Regions from separate parts of the Astyanax mexicanus genome. Here region 1 is linked to region 2. Evidence: chromatin contacts called from public Hi-C data. All regions are on one chromosome and are shown on one strand. Each heading gives the region's core, a stretch centred on a gene start, on an enhancer-like site or on the middle of the called end of the contact. The rest is flanking DNA. Distances are from core to core; before and after follow the strand shown. Region 1 overlaps dnajb12b (DnaJ heat shock protein family (Hsp40) member B12b). Region 2 overlaps ascc1 (activating signal cointegrator 1 complex subunit 1).

Region 1 (3,249 bases), core at 470-2,969, 40 kb before region 2:
ACACAGAGCTTAAAATGTAATTTACTTCTTAAATCATTTTTTTTCTACATACTGTTCTGCAGTATATTTTGCAGTATAAAAAATATATAGGGGTTTTCCCCAGATTTCACAAAAAAAGTGAATGATCCGACATTAGGGATAGCAATCACAGGGCAATCACCAATACTGCTACATGATTCTGCAATATTTGGTATATCACAAGACAGTTTTCTACAATAATTCATGTGTTCTTGAAGATGATAAAATACTCCTAACTAAAATACTCCATTATAGCTATTACAGATTTCACAGAATTTGACATCCAATATTCTTCACTGCAGGTTTACCCTATTCAAAACTTATAACTATATTATCATATATAGTACAATGTTTCAGAGCCATAGTATACATAATTCATCACTCATATATTCTGAACCGTATTTTCTTAAGTATATATTTACAAGGTTTTTATGGTAAAAAAAAAACAGGAAAAGATGTGGAATTAAAAAAATAGCAATCTCCAGGCCTGGATAAGTTTTGGACAAATACAAATAACCAGAAAGGTTTGGAAAAGTCATGGAAATATGGTCTCAGAGTTAATTCAGTAATTTAAGCCTTTCACAATGGAGCTCTCAGGATCTGACACACATTTTACCATTATTAAAGATGGCATGTCAACATTTTATCTGATAAATATATACTATATTATATACATTTTAATTATATATTTTTTTTATTTTATTTTTCATGTCTGCACTGATGTTTTTAAAATCGTATGGTCATGAAAATTTGCCTTGAAGGCATGGAAAACTCATGAAAAAAATCATGGAAATGTGTTGGTTAAAACTCGTTTTGAATTTGACGTTCAATCTTCTTTACTGCAGGTTTAGACTTTTTAAAGACTTATAACAATATTATCATGTATGATACAATGTTTCACACCCCTATTGTACATAATTCATCACATCAATTTCCAGGCCTGGATACGTTTTGGACAAATAACCAGAAAGTTTTGGAAAAGTCATGGAAATTTGGTCTACAAATCTTTGTGTTTTAGTTTATGGATGGAGAAAATCTATTTTGAGCTAACAAATACGTCATCTCAGAAGTTAGATCAGTAATTTAAGCCTACACAATGGAGCTCTCAGGATCTGACACACTTTTTATAATTACAAATTGTGTGTCATTCATTTTAGGCCTACTATAATCAATTTTGAGTGTAGTTTTAGTTGATTTTTGGTTTTATTGTCCATGTCTGCACTAAGGCATGAAAAAATCATGTACATTTATTAGTTAAAAAGTGTTTGAACCCTGTATTTAGCTTGTTTAAGCGTTTCTTCACATCATAAAATGAACTAACAGAGCAGTTCTCGGGACCTCAGTTTACAGATCTTTCTCAGTACCAGCTTATCCCTGTATTATTATTCCCTATATAATCAGAACCAAACATATTTCACAACTCTTAAATCTACTTGTAAGTCACTCAGCTGATTTGACTCTATTTTAGTAAGGCTCCTTTAATGGCTGAGTAATGAAACAAAAAAGACAGAAAGACAGAAAGAAGGAAACCTGAGTGTGGAAGGGTGTGAAATCATCTCTAACTGCTCCAGTGGGGATTGTGGAGCAGGATTGAGGCATTAGCTTGAGACTTATTGATCACGCCTGTTCACTCCAGGGAGCTGTGGTGCGGCTGTGTGGACGTGAAGCCCGTGTAGATGTGTGGTGCTATCAGTCAGTGCAGGGTTAGTGTGCTGACGCCTTCCCTGACGAGTGTGCTGATCAATAGCTAATCACATTCAGCAAGTGACCAGAGCGTTCCAGCTCCAGCAGAGCTGATCAGTCCTGCTGCTCACATACAGCATCCAGCCCTCTAATCTGTAGGATGTGCAGTACTACACAAAGCGTATTGATGACCAGCAGGCTGATGATATAGGCCATTTAGCAAATATATTCTCACACTCTCGCTGATAAAAATGTGGGTAAATGTGGGACTAATTGGTGCGCAAGTTGATCACTGTTTCGAAATTGAATCCTGGTCATGCAGCTTGCCCTCAGCTGCTGGTGCCCCAGGAGAGCACAATTAGACTTGCTCTCTCTGGGTGGGTAAATTGCGCTCTTAAACCTCATCACTTCTAGGGTGATGTTCATCAGTACAAGGCGTCTGTGAGCTGATGTTTCAGAACCAAGCGCACTGTGATGCTACTCGGCAATGCTACTGATCAGCAGCAGTTAGAAAAGAGACAAAGGCTGACTTCACATGTATCAGAGAAGGCATGTTCTAGACCGTACCCTCTTTATGTTGTCCATATGTTGTGGGGGGGGGGGGGGGATATAGAGCTGAGTAGCAGCTGAATGGGTGGGACAGTTGGCCTAGCTAAATTGTGAGAAAATGGGAAAATATTAAAATAAAAGTTTTTTTTATAATGAATAGGACTGATTCACACACTGTGTGCCCTTATGAATGTGAAATCTGCTATGTGTAGTCATATATATCTGTTACAAATATGTGTATGTGTGTGTGAACACAAATCCACATATACCCTTCTTCCAGGCCAATTTTGTCTCTTACAATTTACAATATCAATAAAAAAATAAAACAATATCAGTCAAATCAATCAACTTCACTATATTGCCAAAAGTATTTGCTTGCCTGCATTCTCACTCGCATGAGTTTGAGTGATATCCCGTTCTTAATCCTTAAGAGACTACTGTAATGTCTACCAACTCTTTGCAGCTTCAGCTCTACTAAAAAAAAGGCTTTCCACAAGGTTTAGGAGTGAGTTTATGGGAATTTTCCCCATTGTTCCAGAAGTCTAACTCTAATTCAAATTCTAATTCAAAAGTGTTTAAATCTCTGTAATCAAAGCATAATATGTCTACTTTAAGCTTTAATGTCTTCAATAATACATTTACAATGTAAAAATACCAAACTTTTGACTGGTGCTGTTTAAAAAAAGTGCATTGTCCTCATAAAGAACTTGTAATTTGAACTCTGTGTCCTTGGGACATCTTGTCACATGGTCTTAAGGAGCCATGAGGAGTTTCTGACCCCTGAACTTTCCCCTTAGTCTTTGACTAATCGTTTCAGGAGTGGACTTCAGGTAAAGAGTTGCACCGTGATTGCTCAGTCAGACTTTCTCCACCACTCCTCTCCCTGCAGAGCGTGATATTGATAGTGAAAGAAAGAGACCTTGCTCAGAATGGTCAGTGCTGGGTCATGGTATCACTCTGGGGACATGACTTTTGCACTCTTCGCTTAGAACCTGACTG
Region 2 (2,881 bases), core at 219-2,718:
TAAAATGTGCAACATGGATGCATAAGCTTAGTGATATATACAGGTGTGAAGACAAAGTGACAGTGCCAGTGATGTTATAATGTCCATCTGGTATAGCCTGAACTATGGTCAAAGCCAGACCTGTACCAAGAGCTCTTAGAGTAACTATGAAATATATTGTTTTATATATTTGCTAGTATTATCCAGCCCTAATAAAAAAGGAAAATGTTGTGGTACTGTTGTGGCAGCTATCTGTAATTCTTCTGTTATTAATGGGGAGTTTTCTGTTTCTCAGCGGAGGATAAAGGAGGCTCAGGACGGCAGAATATGAAAGATCGAGAAGCTTTTGATGCCAGAAATGTTCTGGAGGTAAGACCTGTTAAGATTGAACACACTCTTAAAACCCTAATCTGTGTCAGTAAACACACACAGACACACACACACACACATTTTAATGATTAGTGCTGATAAGGATACAGGGAGGTTTGGTGCCTTCAGCAAGGGCACCTTAACAATGGATGCTGGTCCTGGGAATCAAACCATTGAATAAAGATCTGCATTCTCGAGGGGGCCCTTCACAAAATCTTGCAGCAAGAGACTAAATTACAGTGTCATTATAGAGAGTGGCCAGTTAACCATTCCAATGAATGTGGAAGCAGGACAAAAACATACATGTAGAAAAATACCACAAATTATTTAACTATGCAGCAATTGCCATACATTATTTATACAGCTCTGGAAAAAAATTTGACCACTTAAAAAGTATGCGTTTCTTTGATTTTACCAAATTAAAAACCTCTGGAATGTAATTAATAGGAAGATGGATAATCACAAGCCATCAAACCAAACTGAATTGCTTGAATTTTTGCAACAGGAGTCGGACTATGGGTCAGAAAAGGTTTTTACATATTTATGTAAAACATCTTTATAAAAACATCACTTAAAGTCTTCATTCCCTTCTCTTGCAGTTAAATATTTTAGCCTATTATCCAATATTAACACTGATTACTGTAAAATTAGTTGGAATTGTTGTTAAATATAATTGATGGTGACAGATGATAATAATATGAAAGAGTAAGTACACCTTTTTCACCGTTTCTGTGAGAATTTGAAATAGTAATGGTTGTTTTGAAACATTTTCTGAGTCTAAGAAACATCCAGTCATATTATTTTGCATGCAATGTCCAGAAATGTGAAATAGTTTTCGTAGAAATTCTATTGCACAATCTCATTACACAGAAAATACATACCCAGCATACACAAGTTGTGCAGGTCTCACTAGAATTACATTCCTGTTGCAAACCGGTGTTTGACTTGTGCCTAATACCCCCTGCTGGCTGTACAACAGTATTACAAGTTGTTTTTTACAGCCCAAACAATCACACACTGTTCACACTGTGATTCAGTCACAGTGGCGTAACTACTGGCAGCACAGGTGTGGCAGTCACACTGAGGGGCCTGTAGAGTGGGGGAGGTGTGGGAGTCCAATGTCTTTATTGCACTTGTTTGCTACTCTTATATACTTAAACTGTACCCCTATGTCTTATGGGTAGCTATTATATCATACTTCAAACAATAGCCTACGTTAGAACCCTAATTAAACAGGTAATAATTAAGCAGATTAATTGAAGTTTTTATATTTAGTGAATGTCAGTTATATGGCGAGGGTGGTGCTATTTATTTTAGGTAGGGAGGCCATAGGATCCACTGTATGATGTCGGTAAGAGTCAGTTCAGTTCAGTCATTATCCTGTTGACTTGTTTATTCACATTTTGAAAGGAGAAATTCGTGGAAATCTCTGACAGAAGAGAACATACACTTGCTTTTAGCGAAGTAGTGTTTATGTATGTAGAGAGTCTGGAACTGATCCAGCATTTTAACATACTCTGCATGGTTTGTGTGGAAGCAGTATCTGGTGTGTTGAATTACTGGGAAGCCTGCCAGAATTTACTGTTTGCATTCATTCACATAGTTTGCATACAGGCACGTGTGCTCACGGTCACGTACTGTATGTGTTTGGTTACTGCACGATGGGTTAAAAGTGGAGGTCAGATTTCAGATGATGACAGTGATGGAGTGTTTCTTCTTCTCATTTCATATATGTGATCTCTGTCTTTCTCTTTTTCAGATGTTTGGAGAGTTTAATTTCGGAGCATGCGAGCTGAACTCAGTGCAGCTCTCTCAGAGGTTTTCATCAGACTGTACAGGATATTACTGTTCATCAGGACATGTTACCTTCTCCTGAAATGCTGCTTCGCTTGTGGAACAAGATAAACTCATACTGAGTCTTCTTTATTATGAAGTTTCCCACCATTGTGGGGTTTGAGAGTTTGTATAATAAGCATGGTTCACTGGGTTACAGTACTAGTTTTATGTATTGATTCAGTGAACGAATAAAAACGTCGTCTCACTTATGCTCTGACTGATCTTATTTGTGTAATGCTGTTATATTTAGAAAAAAACAAATTTATAATTGCAGACTGGGGGCGTTTTCACACCTGAAAGTCTGGACCAGAGTCTGCACCGATGTTCATGTCTTTGTTACATTGCATATACATCTTTCTGTCAGAATCTGACTTCCATGTGCATATCACGCCCCCCACAGTAGAATAAGTGTTTCTCCTCAGATTGCTTTTATTTCTGTTTATAAATAAGGGTTAATTTACTGTTACAGTAAATACATCTAATACATCTAATGCAAATAAGCTGGGGAGCCACAATTTCCTTCAATCTCGCTGCTGGCCAGCAGCTGTTCAATAAGATGTATGTTCTAGTCTTCACACTTCGGTGTATTCACATTTAACCTGTTTTGTAGAAACAGAAATACAGTTAAAACATTGGCATCAGAGCAGGGCTGTACCGACCAGATACAAAATTAAACAGTGGACTTTTTTATTATATT

Evidence for each region. A called contact is a pair of places that touch in the nucleus more often than the background predicts.
Region 1: a contact with region 2 is called in a Hi-C map of muscle, with 20 times the contacts expected there. The contact joins two enhancer-like sites. A contact is called at or near these places in 2 of 3 Hi-C or Micro-C datasets (both in muscle).

What each region holds. Positions count from the first base shown.
Region 1 is chr15:38,358,256-38,361,504 of AstMex3_surface, reverse strand. The region is part of intron 6 of dnajb12b (DnaJ heat shock protein family (Hsp40) member B12b); the gene reads left to right. Among protein-coding and RNA genes, the nearest start is that of dnajb12b, 9.5 kb to the left of the region's middle. Within about 2 kb of position 1,719, the one cell type or tissue checked has an H3K27ac peak away from gene starts, as active enhancers do.
Region 2 is chr15:38,318,253-38,321,133 of AstMex3_surface, reverse strand. ascc1 (activating signal cointegrator 1 complex subunit 1) reads left to right here. Exons shown (of 11, transcript XM_022670356.2): 10 at 275-348; 11 at 2,108-2,393. The coding sequence ends at 2,224. Among protein-coding and RNA genes, the nearest start is that of anapc16, 9.1 kb to the left of the region's middle. Within about 2 kb of position 1,468, the one cell type or tissue checked has an H3K27ac peak away from gene starts, as active enhancers do.